Linked DNA regions of Cyprinus carpio: region 2 is linked to region 1. Evidence: chromatin contacts called from public Hi-C data. All regions are on one chromosome and are shown on one strand. Each heading gives the region's core, a stretch centred on a gene start, on an enhancer-like site or on the middle of the called end of the contact. The rest is flanking DNA. Distances are from core to core; before and after follow the strand shown.

The links. Hi-C and Micro-C count contacts between places; a contact is called where the count stands out from the background.
Region 2: a Hi-C map of liver shows a contact between it and region 1, with 4 times the contacts expected there. The contact joins the enhancer-like site here to the promoter of LOC109079321 in region 1. A contact is called at or near these places in 3 of 8 Hi-C or Micro-C datasets (liver and skeletal muscle).

Annotation. Positions count from the first base shown.
Region 1 is chrB6:499,261-506,055 of ASM1834038v1, forward strand. It overlaps LOC109079321 (cyclic AMP-dependent transcription factor ATF-4-like), which reads right to left and starts at 4,191. Exons shown (of 3, transcript XM_042725256.1): 1 at 4,031-4,191; 2 at 2,744-3,107; 3 at 851-1,854. The coding sequence starts at 2,996. The coding sequence ends at 1,085.
Region 2 is chrB6:564,285-571,079 of ASM1834038v1, forward strand. LOC109065948 (beta-1,4-mannosyl-glycoprotein 4-beta-N-acetylglucosaminyltransferase-like) reads right to left here. Exons shown (of 3, transcript XM_042725264.1): 2 at 5,718-6,033; 3 at 1,710-4,316. The coding sequence starts at 6,032. The coding sequence ends at 2,910. Among protein-coding and RNA genes, the nearest start is that of LOC109065890, 13 kb to the left of the region's middle. Within about 2 kb of position 2,622, at least 4 of the 8 cell types and tissues checked have an H3K27ac peak or open chromatin away from gene starts, as enhancers often do. A contact at or near this core is called in liver and skeletal muscle, where this site is marked.

The DNA of each region.
Region 1 (6,795 bases), core at 2,941-5,440:
AATTGTTTTCTTTTAGAAAATAGACCCCAGTCGGCTACTTCATAATAAAGTCCATGTAAGTTTATCTAAACTGCGCTTCATGATGGATTCCCTTTTTTTTCCAAAATTACTTTTGTTTGTAAAGCACTTTGAACTGCATCGACTTATTTGGAAAAGTGCTATTTAAACATTTGCTTGCTTGGATTTAGTCAGGAAAACTTCCACATTTTCGTGAGCAGATTGATTTGTTTACAGGTAAAGTCTGTTCATCTTCTGTGAATCTGATGGAAACGAGCATCTCCTTCATGATCACAGTGAACATCACATCCGTAATCGATCTTTACAGAAATCACTTTTGAAGTCAGTTCCTCTGAAAATCATATTCTTCAGTAAAGGGGACTGAGACACAGCACACATATAATCATGAAGCTTTGTGAAAACAAACCACAGGTCAGCGTGAAGCAGGACATCGTGACCATTTCAACATCAAGATCAACCACAACATGAGCCTGATTCTAACGTTATAAAAAAACCTGAGAACCTTGGGCCAATAACTGTTCATAATTACACATGTAGAAGTTAAAACTACTGCTGCATTTGATCCTGATCACCCAATAAAACCGTCTTTAATATGGACCAGATGCATTTTAATATCAGCTTCTGCTGATTTCCACATGCATTCTAACGAACAGGTCAATCTTCATACTCGCTTGATATTGATGTAGTTTTACTCTAGATATCTTCAGTCCTGAGGTGTGGTGGGTTGTGTAAGGGAATAAGGGAGGTTTGGGAGCATATGGGTTGTCTTTTCCTTTATTACAATATATTTTGTGTACTTTACCAAAAAAAGAAAACCAGCCAACAGAAGACATGATTTTTTAATGTCTTTAATGGAAAACAGCAAAGCGATTTTACAGCCAACACACTACACCGTGACAGATCTAGCGTGTTTAGCGTGTTTACACAGCACACGTGAAGCGTATTTACAAGCACTACAGCAACAGATTCAGTGTAACAACTCTGACTGATGAGCCCCTTACTGGACGATAAACGACTCGAGTGAGTGAGAACGAAAGAGTTTAGAGCAGAAACACCGGGGGAAGCGTTAACCCTGACCAGAGCTGACCGCATCCTGCGGTTTAGCTTTGCTCCTGCGGTTCTTGGCAGACCGGATCTCCTCCATGAGGTCCTTCAGGTAGCGGATCTCTCGGCTGATGGACTCTGCTTTCTCCTGGAGCTGGTGGTTTCTCTTCTCCAGCTCGGCGCACTCGGAGCTCAGCGTCTCCTGCTCGGCGCGTTTCTTCTGCCGGTAGCGCGTCGCGGCCGTTTTGTTCTGCTCCATCTTCTTCAGTTTCTTCTCCACTTTAGGAGCGCCGGGCGCGGCCTTCACAGCCGGGTCGGGTCTGGAGTAGGGTTTGGTTCTGGAGGAGCCGGCGGGCTTCGGCGAGGGTTCGGGATCGGATCCGGAGATCCCGCTGTCGCTGTCGGACAGATCGGCGGCCCTCGCCTCCTCTTTGGGAGTCAGCAGCAGCACGATGTGGGATGGAGTCAGCATGATTTCGGCGGACTGGAGCACAGACACCTCGCTGCCCAGCTCCAGTGTGCAGCTGGGATCCGGAGACAGAGGCTCAGGCTTGACCTCTACGGGCTCCTGAAGGTCGAGGGTCAGCGGAGGCAGAGCCAGGCCCAGCTCTGTCGAGCCGAACGCGAGCGGATCCAGGTCCAGATCCATGTCGGTGTCCAGGCAGGCCAGCAGCTCTTCTGGAGAACTGGGAGGCTCGTCTGAATCACAAGATCCGATCAGAGAATCCAGATCAAAGTCATTCAGGTCTAACTTCTCCGTCATCCAATCCATGCCAGAAAACGCATCGCCTGCTGGAGGACAAACAGAATTTTAGTAAATGCAGATTTGGTTTTAAAATGCAGGTATAGAAACCGTAGCAGAGGAAACCTCTGAAACACTGCTGCTCAACCCGTGACCCTCGTCTGTGTGATGCACTAACCTGAAATCATCTTACCATTAACTAACTTAACCGCAGAGTTCACCTACAGAGAGAACTACTGATCTCTGAAACCCAATGAGCTCTCACTACCGTTCTGTGTTATTTTAGTGTCACTGGGATATTATTTGTAGATCTGGATTAACTTATTATATTTTGTTTGTAATTTAGTTAGCCGTTTATTTTAATTTCTCCCAATATAGTACATTCATATTCAGTTCTAGTCTTTGTTTGGTAAAATAAATGCATGGTTTTTCAGAATATTTTATTGCAAGTAATGAAAATGTTTGTTTTAATGATATTTTTATCATCAGTTATGATGATTTTGGTTCTGTTATAATACCAGTAAATCTCTGAAAAACAATATGCATGATAATGTACGCATTTGTTTTTACTAATGGAGTTATTTCTCTATTTCTCTATATCTCTGTTTTGAGTGGTTTTATTATTTCCATGTTAATTTTAAAGTTTTATTTACTTTAGCTTTTGCCAGTTTTATATAGTTTATCATATGTCTATATAGTTTTAATTACTTCTTCAGGTTTGGTTTTAGCTATTTTAGCTCATCAGGTTATACTAAAATAAGAAATATTGCCTCAGCAAATAAATGTCAATTCTCTTTTTATTTTACCCTTTTAATTAAGTTTAATAACCCCTTGACCCACACCAAACACAACCAACACTGACCAAGAACTTTTTTTCGGTGTACGAGTGTGATGCATTGAGTTTCCAGAGCAACCGTGTGTGTGTGTGTGAAGCCTCACCTGTGCTCTGCTCGGGCTCCGTCTGCGCAGGCGGCCAGGAGAGAGACTTACACCCTACAGAAGCGGGACGAGAGGGAGAGAGGGGCGAGAGAGAGGAGGAAGAGGAGAGGGGCGAAGACCACCCCTCCGACAGAGCGCTCTCCTCATCTTCGTCCAGAAGGGGCCCAAAGGGGTCAGCCATCAGAGATGAGGGGCCCCAGGAACAGGGGCCCCCACTGAGACCTCCAGACTCATCTGAGACACCCACAGACATGGCACGCGGGTCAGAGGCGGAGCGGAGCGGGACAGGGGTTCTGGAGCGCTGGTGAACGCTGTGGATGTGCTGTCTACAGCAGCAGAGCTGTGGGTGGATGCCACAAGGGACCTGAAAGAAACCAGGGGAGACGACGTTACAGAGACAGCGCTGAAGAACCAAAGCGGAAATTAGACTTTCCAAGTGACTAACTGGGACTGGAAATTCTGAGTTTCATCAACAATACTAATATCATTATGTTTATTTATTAATTAAAAAAAAAAAAAAGGACAGTATTAACTGGAAAATGCATTCACAAGGTTAATTTACTCAGAATTTACAAATCACACTCCTACGCATACTATTATGATGTTATGTAAATAGCTTTTTTTTTTTTTTTTTTTTTTTTTAGAACAAAGAGGAACCAGTTCTCGAGTCCCAACCCTTGCTGGAGGGAAGATTTAATGACACACTGGTATTTTTAATTCACTTCCTCACGCTGGATAACCAGTTGAGATTACCAGCACCGTAAACCAGTTCATCCAGTCTCTAAACACCTAAAGGTGTTCCAGTTAAACCGGCCGATCAAACTAGATGCCATCTGGGAGGAACTCAAGCTGCCCACACACACACACTTTCCCATCACTAGTATTTACCAGCACTAGTAACTATTATTAACCCATCTAGTGGTTCCCCTCTAGGCAGGACTTTCCCCGCCCTTCCCGAGAACATCTCCTAATATGGTCATGAGTACGGGAAGCCCCGCCCCGCCCCCTTCGCAAGATGAAGGTGTCTCTGACGCCCTCGCGCCATTTTGAGGCGCCACGTTGCCGCTTCGCGACAAAAACCGATTGTTTATTTCATGGATTAGCGCGTGTCTGTCTGGCAAACAACGACGGAAGAATCAAACCGAAAACACTTTACACAGCCACACTGTAAACCTGCTAAACGCCAAACTAGGCTACTTGTTAAAACTAATAGTAACAAATACAACCGCTTTTAAAACCTTCGACGAGTTCGTGACAATTTAATTATTACACCTGAGAAATACTTACGCCATTTTGCCAAATAGAGCCAGTGCACTTGACCGCTGCACTGCCGGATTCGCCGCCGCGATGGTTGCCGGTGCTAGCCGCTACACTGCCATGATTCCCGCGGGAGAGCTGCGCGCGGAGAGACTGGAGCGCTGGAGAGAGAAAACAGAGAAATGGCTGCGCTGCCGCTTATATACGCGCGCATCACACCCACACAGTACGCTTCCTCCGCGCGTATCACTCCGCCAGTGGTTGCTTGCTGATTGGCCTCTGCGCCTGTCAGTATTACCAAACAAATAGTACCTAAATATTTACTTTCTCACGGGATGTGGGTCATGCGCGCGGAGCTCAGACACGAAACAAACTCGTCGCAATTACGTTAATATATTAGATAGTTCGAATAAATGACAGATTTTACGAGCGATATACTTTAAGATTTCATTGACAAGCGAGGTTTACGCTAAGTTAAAGTAATTCTTATAACGATTGGACAGTGTTAAACATACACGAAATACTCAAACTATGCCAGTAGTTAAGGACAATCTTTTTATTATTATTATTTTGACTCTTTTGCGAAGGTACAACACAAGAATGCATGTCTGCACGAGAGAAAAACAGAGTTATAAGAAACTGCAGGAGTCTGACCTTTAGTGAACATTAAGAAAGTGCACTTCCGTATAATGTACTTAAACTGCTCTATTTTAATTTTGTACTTAATATAGGCCTACTAAAAATGAAATGCAGCGGTCAAAATTAAAATAAACTTAAGGTCATCTAAAACGTGCTTTAACATACTATCTCTGTATTTAAAAAGTGTATTTAGTCACAAATGTATATTGGCAATATATATTAAAGGTATATTGGCAGATATTTTTGACAATTTTTTCAGAAAACAAGACATGATATCTTAGTTATTTTACTTGTACAGTAAATTCATCTTGATTCGAGAATTTTTAGATACTTTTACTAGAAAACAAGACAAAAATACTAAGCAAGAAAATAATTTTTTGCAGTGATGTAGCTTTGATCACAGCAATAAATTAAATTTTAGCAGATATTCACACAGAAAAGACTTGATTTAAATTGTAATAACATTTCTCTGTATTTTTGATCAAATGTATTTTTGTTTGGTTAGCAGAAGAGACGTGGTGTGGATCTGGTGGGCAGAAGAGACGTGTCTTTGAAGACGCTCTTCTGCTGGATCCGCGTGTGCAGGTGGGAGTTTAGTTTCTCATGAGGGTTTAGTTGACTACACACAATGGTTTTCCTATTCATTTTGAAAGTGATGGAGTGGTGAAAAAGACAGAGCAGAAACAAAGAGTTTGAGAAAGAAATGACCAAACGTCACGGAAAACATTTGCTGCATCAGCCTGTCTTTCACTGATTGATGAGCTATAGCTCTATTTGTGTGGTATTCCTGCTTGATATCAAACTAACCCGTCCTTCACACATTCACACTGGATCTTATACAAGTGTATCCCTCCATCAGAGCGTCTCGAGTGTTCACGCACCTTTAGCAGAAGATCATGCTGCATGCAGACAGTTTTGAAAGAATCTTAGCCTACATCGTAAAAAACAGGAAAAAATAGCTTAAAGATATAGTTCACCCAAAAATGATCATTCTGTCATCGTTAAATCTGATGTTTCAAACCTGTACGGGTTTCTTTCAGCTGCTGAATAGTAAATAAGATATTTTGAATAATGTGTGTAGCCACACAGTTGCTGGTAGCCATTGACTTCCATAGCATGTTTATCCATACTACGGAACTCAATGGGTACCGTCAACTGTTTACTTACTAACATTCTTCAAAAGACCTTCTTTTTAGGGTGGTTGCTAGTGTGGTTGCTATGGTACCCGGGGTGATTGCTAGGGTGCTTCCGTGCAGTTGCTAGGGTACTCGGGTTGGTTGCTAAGGTGTTGCTATGCGGTTGCTAGGGTACTTGGGGTGGTTGCTAGGGTGGTTACTAGGGTACACAGGGTGGTTGCCAGAGTGTTGCTATGCGGTTGCTAGGGTACTCAGGTTGGTTGCTAAGGTGTTGCTATGCGGTTGCTAGGTTACTTGGGGTGGATGCTAGGTTGTAGCTATGGTGTTCTGGGAGGTTGCCATGTGATAGATAGACAGATAGATAGATAGACAGATTAGAAATATTAGACAGAGTGGAAGCCTAAATGAGTTTAAATGTATTAGAAATAGTACAAAGAATTGCAGCTTAATTGAGTCTAATGGGCTTCAGTGTGTTTAGATTTTTTTTTCTTTCTTTCTGTACTCTTTTCACACTAGTAACTTTCAGTTTTACAGCAGCAGTATTGCACAGTTCTCTGCTTTAAATTCCATTTATTATTTCCTTGTTTCTTAAAAAATCAGTCTGTTGTCCAAGTCAAATGTGTTATCCCACGGCACACATCAGCTCCCAGACACTAGAGAATTGAGAAATATTCCTTCTGGATCTTCTGGAAGTCCTTCTCAGTGAAGACGGATTTCTCCTGTTTGGAGACGGGCGGATCGGGCCGATGACATGCTGCCGGACGATCTAAAGAAACACACGTTATATCGTGACACATCATCACTGACAGAATCTGTGTGTGTGACCTGATGAAGCTGGAGGAGATTCAGACCGCTCTCGTGTCTCTGCTCTGTGTTTCACAATCAGCGCCCAGGAAATACTGCAGATTTGACTTCAGCTGTCTCTTCTTCTGCTTCTCTCTGTATTTGTCTGAGGAAAACAGAAACAAGCATCAGCTGGGAATGAGAATCTGAAGCAGAGCAGGTCATATCACATCAGTG
Region 2 (6,795 bases), core at 1,372-3,871, 63 kb after region 1:
AAAGTATAGCCTGAAGTCTTTTAGTGTGTGATCTTTAGTCCTTTAGTGATGGCTATTTTTGTTTAAAACTATTTAAAAATTGGCAAGTAATGGGGCAGGATCTGGAAAAGTCCTTGAGCTGGGATTCGAACTCGGGACACTTGTAACACCGTCTCCTACCTAAACACAACACGAGAAATTTAATCCTATTCTTGAAAAAAAAAAAAGTAAAGTAAGTGCTCTTAAACTCCGCCCCTGTAAACGCTCACACTCATCTGCATAGACTTATGAATGCCACACCCACTTCCCATATAACAACCAATCCACAGCACCAAGTTCTGCTCCACATTTTTTCTTTTTCTGATAATTTGTACACTTGCATGTTCGTCAAAATATAGAAGAAACAGCTGAAACTCTCAAATCTCAACAGCACAAGAGCATGTGCATGTGCATACTAGCATAAAGTGTTTCTGGCCAAGAAGAGTGACTTTTACCATCATGTTTAAGATGAATAATACGGTGCGAGAGGACGGGATGGAGGGATGACGTGGAGGAGAGAAGCGTTACAGTCTTTCATACGGAGTCAGAGAAGAACTTCTCACTTCTCTGACAGACCGAGCTTCCCTTTTCTACACAGAAACAGGAAAGTAATAAATAAGATAAATAATGTAAACCGCAACAACATTTAAAACAGCAAACATCACAAAACACAAAAGACAGTAAGTCCAAAACAGTGAATGTTTGTTTACTGAGCAAGAGAGAGAGAGAGAGTCTGTGAGCTGAAGGCTGCTTGATATGCAGACGTGAACTGATTGTGATTCAGTAAGAATGAAACCAACTCCAGTCTGCTCATTAACGCTGGAGTTTCAGGACCAGAATGCAGTCGTCTCACCAGAGGTCACTGGAATAAAAGCTCAGCATTCCGACTCTGTTCCCATGTGGAATTCACACAGATTTGGAGACATCCTTGAGATGTCATTCTATCTCTGGTTTACTGTGCACATGAAGGTCACGAGCGCACTGCGATCACAATCTGAGACCCTGACGGATGATAAACGCACTATAAACGCTTGTGCACCTGTCTATCTGCTGAGACCTGTTATGTCTCCGGACATCGAACGCTGTCTCTATCTTTAGTCTGTTTATAATGTGCTGCTGTTGGGACACAGAACAGCAGTCAGCGGCACGAACAGCACACATTACCTTTTACACAGACACCAGTGAGTAAGTCACATGCGAGCGTAAATTCATGACCCTTGACTACTGGTGGTGTATATTTCACCATGGCAGTATTTTAATTCCCCGCACAGATATTTTCTATATCTGGAGACCTGTTTTTAGCAGCATGTCTGACAGAGAGATAATGTTCTTCGGAAGTGATTCCATGTTTGTGGGAGTTCGTTCATTGCTGATCATTTTGGGGATTTAAATCAACATTCACAATGACATTCACAACCCACTGTACTTGTATTTCTGGAATGAAAGTGTGAGAATTAATGTAGGATGGGACTTGATTTTTTTTCTCCATGATGAAGTGATCAGATGGTTTGGGTGGATTGATGATGTCAGCTGTAATATTAATGGCGTTCACAATAAGATAGGGACATGAATGAAGAGAGTCAATGTTGATTTCATGTTGACTTTAACAGCGCCAGAAGAACGAGATAGTATTGTTAACGTTAGTATTTATTATGGCAGGGATCTTATTTAATGAGGTATGTTGGATTCGATGATATGGGTTCAGGGCTCTGAGAACAGGGTATTTCCAGAACTGGATTTCATAAGAAACTGTTTCCTCCTCTGACTTAAAATTAAAACACGAGAGAGCCAAGACCACAAAACACTGCATGGCTCTGTTCCAAAACACTGTGAGCTGCTTCTTTGCTGATTCCAGTTAAGTGTGATGCATGTTGCTAAACTAACAATAAAAACTACACATTGGACTAAACTGTTTATATGCTTTTCTGTATTGAATGCATTGCATTTACAACCAAGTCTTTGTCCGCCATCATGGATGTTTTTTATTTTTAGATTGTTGCAATGCATTCTCAGATCATGCTTTCTCTAAAAAAAAAAAATGAATTAGAATTTTAAATTTGGCCAAAAGAATCTTAGAAGGCAGCAGATGATTTGAAACAACCTTGGTGCAGCTGTGATGCCTTAAAGTGTTGCCTACATAGGCATCTCACTAGTTTGGAACAGAGCCTCTGACCTATTTTTATCAGGCGTCTCCCCATTCTTGTGCACAACATGGGTGGTGTTCACAGATTAAATATCTGACTTGAAAACAGCTCTTTTCCCAGCTTTAGGATGTTTTCCGCAAGGATTTCTCAAACAGGAAGCTCATTTGTGTTGTCCGAGCGGATCTCTCTCACATATCAGCTCAATCAGAACCCAGCAGAGCTCAAACAAAGCCTTGTTTCTCTCGAATGGCCTCTTTCTCTCTCTCGTCCACAAACTCTTTCAGAACAGCTCACAATGATACAAAGATATTTTTTTGACCAAGGAAAAAGACGTTTGAGTTTGGAGGAATTTACAAGCGGTCAACGAACCCAAAAATGTGGCATTGCGCAATGAGTTTCCTTATTTTGATTCTGAAGTGCAGGCAAGAAAGTCTGTGCACCAATTAAATTCAGTCTGATCGCACACACACACATTCACTCTCTCTCTCTCTCTCACACACACACACACAGTCTTGTACAGTGAACACAGAGTCTCTAAAAAGAAAGCTGGAAATCATTCATGTAAACTTAGACCCAAACAGAAAGGTTTGCTGTTGGTGTCTGCATGGCCTGCGTTCACATATTGGACGGTGTTGGATGTTGGGACCAATGAGAGAATGAGGAAAGAGAGGAACAGGACAGCGTCCTCTTCTCTCCCTCTCTGTTCCCCTTGCTTACTGTCAAACCATCTTTGGCCCTCATTCTGCTCTACGCACCTCCTAGGTTGGACTGCCTGGCGTAAGGGTTCTCCAACAAGTAGCGGTAGTGATCGTATTTATCCAACATATATTTGGGGGCGTACATGTGCTCCTTAGGGTCTGATGGAGGGTACTCTTGCACGGAGCCGTCGAACCAGCCCCCGGTTCGGATCAGATCCTTTATGTAGTTGAGATCGCGCTTGTCCTCGTAGTCGCCCCAGCGAGGAAAGTCCCCGTTCTGGGCCGAAATAAGTTTAAAGTGAATTCCCTCTGGCGTGAAACACCAGGAGCAGTGCCAGCCTGCGAAATGGAACGGACTTCCAATCGACCACTGCACCAAGATGTGTCCGGTGTCGTTCTCGTACTTCCGGAATCCCGGCATGGTGTAGTACTCCCGCCGCCGGAGCCGAATCCCATCGTTGTCGTAGACGGCCCTCAGCATCCCGACGGTGCATCCGGACACCACCTCGAGGGAGCCCAGCTGCTTCCAGAAGAATCCGTACAGGGACTTCCGCATGTGGATGGCGAAAGGCTCCGTCCAGCCATCAAAAAGCTTAAGGAAAATGACTCCCTCCTGAGCCGGGATTTCGTCTGCATCGTTGATGAGAAAAACATCGTCGGATCTCGAGCCTGCGATCCTCGACATGCCATCACGAGTCAGGAACGTGCGCAGGTAGTCATCGGCGATCCAGCCATCCTGTCGGCCGCCCTCTGGGAAATGGTCCAGGAAGACGTAGAGGATCTTGTGGCGCACGTAATCGTACGTTCCGTTGAGCAGCAGATGCAGGAATCTCAGCGGACGCCTCTCTCCGTACGCCGTGAAATTGGACTCGCACACGAGGAAGAGATCCACGGCCCGGATGAGCTCGCGGAAGCGCACGTGCAACAAGTCAAACTCGTGGTTCACGTTGATGGCGTTTATGACGTGTCGAGGCGTCTCGCGGGGGGTCAGTCTCTCTTTCGTGGGCAGATTGGAGTGGTACACCATAGTGGGCACTCCGCAGTAAGGACCGTGCCAGCCCGGCCGACAAATGCACTTCACAAGTCGCTTGCCGCGCTTGGGTTTCCCTCGAGAGGCTCCAGACTCCTCCACTGATTTCACTGGCGTCTTCGACTCGTCCGGCTTCTGCAGTATTGTCCGCTTGCCGAGGCCAGCTACGCTGGGTCTCACTTTCAACATCTCATCTTTAGGCTGTGCCACCTCTGTCCCCTGACGGAAGCACAGAGCGCCTGCTTTGGTGCGGATGAAGTAAGGAGAGCGGTCATCCTTGAGGACGTGGGTGCGGCGGTGCAGGTCGCCCAGGGATTCCAGCGCGTCTGGAGTAGAGGCGTGACGTGGTTGAGGCTTGTTCACCGCAGCGTCTCTCTGTGGGTCAGGCTTTTGGTTGGTCGAGGCGATCAAACCTCCCTTATGGACCTGATTAATGAAGAACAAGATCCATGAGAAGACAGCAAAATCTGGACACAAGTTTCACTGACTCTTAGGGTGATGATACATGGGGCAACTTTTTGAGCAATGTTGCCAGGCAACATTAACATCAACAGGCAACCAGGTGAGACACGGGGCCAATGATCTAAAATGTCCAGATAGAAATTTGTTACCCATTCTCAATGGGATAGTGCCCAAGCAACAGTGCTCAAAAAAGTTGCCCTGAGTATCATCAGCCTTAGGGCAAAACAAATGACACAAATCATTAAACCAATAAGCCGCAGGAAGCCGTGGTTTACAGTGAATTTATGATAGCTAAGGGGCGTTGTTAGGCATGACACGAAGCGTCCTCAGCTGTTATAAATTCACTGTAAACAACGGCTTCACGGGGCGTATTGCTTTTATAAAACGGTGATTCCATAAATGTAGCAAGGTTTCACAAAATAAAACAAAACAAATAAAATGTAATATTAATAAAAACATTATTCTTCCGCCAAACAATGTAGTTCCTTACAAAAGGTTGTGGTTGCAACAAAGTGGTTGCCGAGCAACACACGGAAGTAAACAAAGATGTATGTTTGTAGAGTAATTTACAACAGCTTCGATCGCACCTCAACCAATCAGAATCAAGCACCGGAATGATCCGTTTTATTTGATTACAGCGGACCATGTTCTAGTTCTAGTAGCAAACCACCACATACTACATCTCGAGTGAATTGCACAGCATCAAATCTACTTTTATTTTCATATGCCAAAGCAAACAAAAGTGAGCATCTGACTGCTTAAAACTTGCTCATTACGAACAATTGTCGTGAAAAACTTGACACAATGGGAGTTTGACCGATTATCAATTTTTTACGAATTTTAACTTCATAGTCAACTTGAAAATGTAACTACAGCATGATTCAAGTAACTTTTTCTGTATTAACCCGCTAGTTAAAGAAAATTCTATTCCGAGTGCAGCACACATGAAGCCGTCAACATGATGTAAATGTTCAACAAATCACTTGTTAAATATATTTGCAGAAAAGATGCATGAACTACATCTTGTACAAACTTGTCTTATACATATATTCGAGGAAAATGCTTTAAAAAATATCGCAGAAATCAAGGTAATTCAGAATGACTGAAGGTATAACACCAGTAGACTATTATTAACTAAAGATGTTCTGTAAAAACAGCGAACAGCAGCTTTTAGTCTGATCGTGGCAAAACATTAAATTCGAATTAATTGATAAAATCTGAAAAATCGTTCAGCCCAGCCCTACCCTAACCTACCAATCGGATGAGTTGGGGGCGGGGCTATCTGTCTGACTAACCAATGACAGACGGGGGAGTGTTTGTTTTGGTGAAATCACACATGACTTCAGAGAAGAGCAGCGCTGGTACCTCTGTAGTCCCTGAGCTCCTGCGCTGTGGATCTTCAGGTCTCTTCCACGGATGTGGTGCTTCAGGTTTTTCTCCGGCCCGGGACTTGCTGTGGACCAGCCGAGGCCCTTCCTCCGGAGACACGCGGGACAGTGGGTTGGTGCCCTCCTTCCAGAAGAAACCAGTGACCATGATGAAGGATTTGATGTTAGGGTAAGGTGCAGACAACTCCCTCAGCAGGGACACATAGTGGAGAGCCTTGTAGTAATGCAGGAAGGAGATGACACACAGTCCCACCGTGCAAATCAAGAAAACCCTGTGACGTCTCATTTTCATCCTGAGAAACAGAGAGAGATTTGGAACAGATATCAGACTTAGATTTGGAAGAGAAACTATAACTGATGAACAATCTTACAAATTCATATTCAAGTGCTAAATTCAGTGGGGTATTAGCCGTTTCCATCACCCTGTTTTAATGTGCATTTTGTAGTATCACATCAGAAACGAGTGACGGAAAGCATTTCATTGTACACGGAGTTTCTCTGTGCATTCGACAATATTTTTAATAAGCTCCTGCAAAAATCACACAAATGAAAGAGAAGCAGTCATAAATATATTTGGGAATTGGAAATGTGGTTGATTTGAATATATTTCAGATGATATGAATGTCTAAACAAACACAGACAAATCACAATCTATGGGAAGCAGCCGGTTATCAGAGTGCCTCCCAAGACGTCTTAAGCTTATTTGGAGTGCATCATAGCCGTAAGTGCATTTTGTGGCATTATCCTCACTGGAATGCTGTACGTGATTGTAATGTAAAGTGCTCAGTGTTCACGATTAGATGAAATGCTCATGAACGGTTTTTCAGAGCAGCTGAAGAACAGAAGCTCCTCAGTGTGTCTGACCTTCCAGATCCTCAGGGATAGTAACAAAACACCTCACGAGAACCAATTATATACACACAGAGTCCCTATCGGACACGGAGTTCAGTCAGACTCCAAAGCAAATAAACAGATTTCCTGGACCAGACATGTTGTACAGGAAGAGGCAGCTGTTAAATACCCAGCTAACCGAGCGAATGAGAGGAACAGAGCGC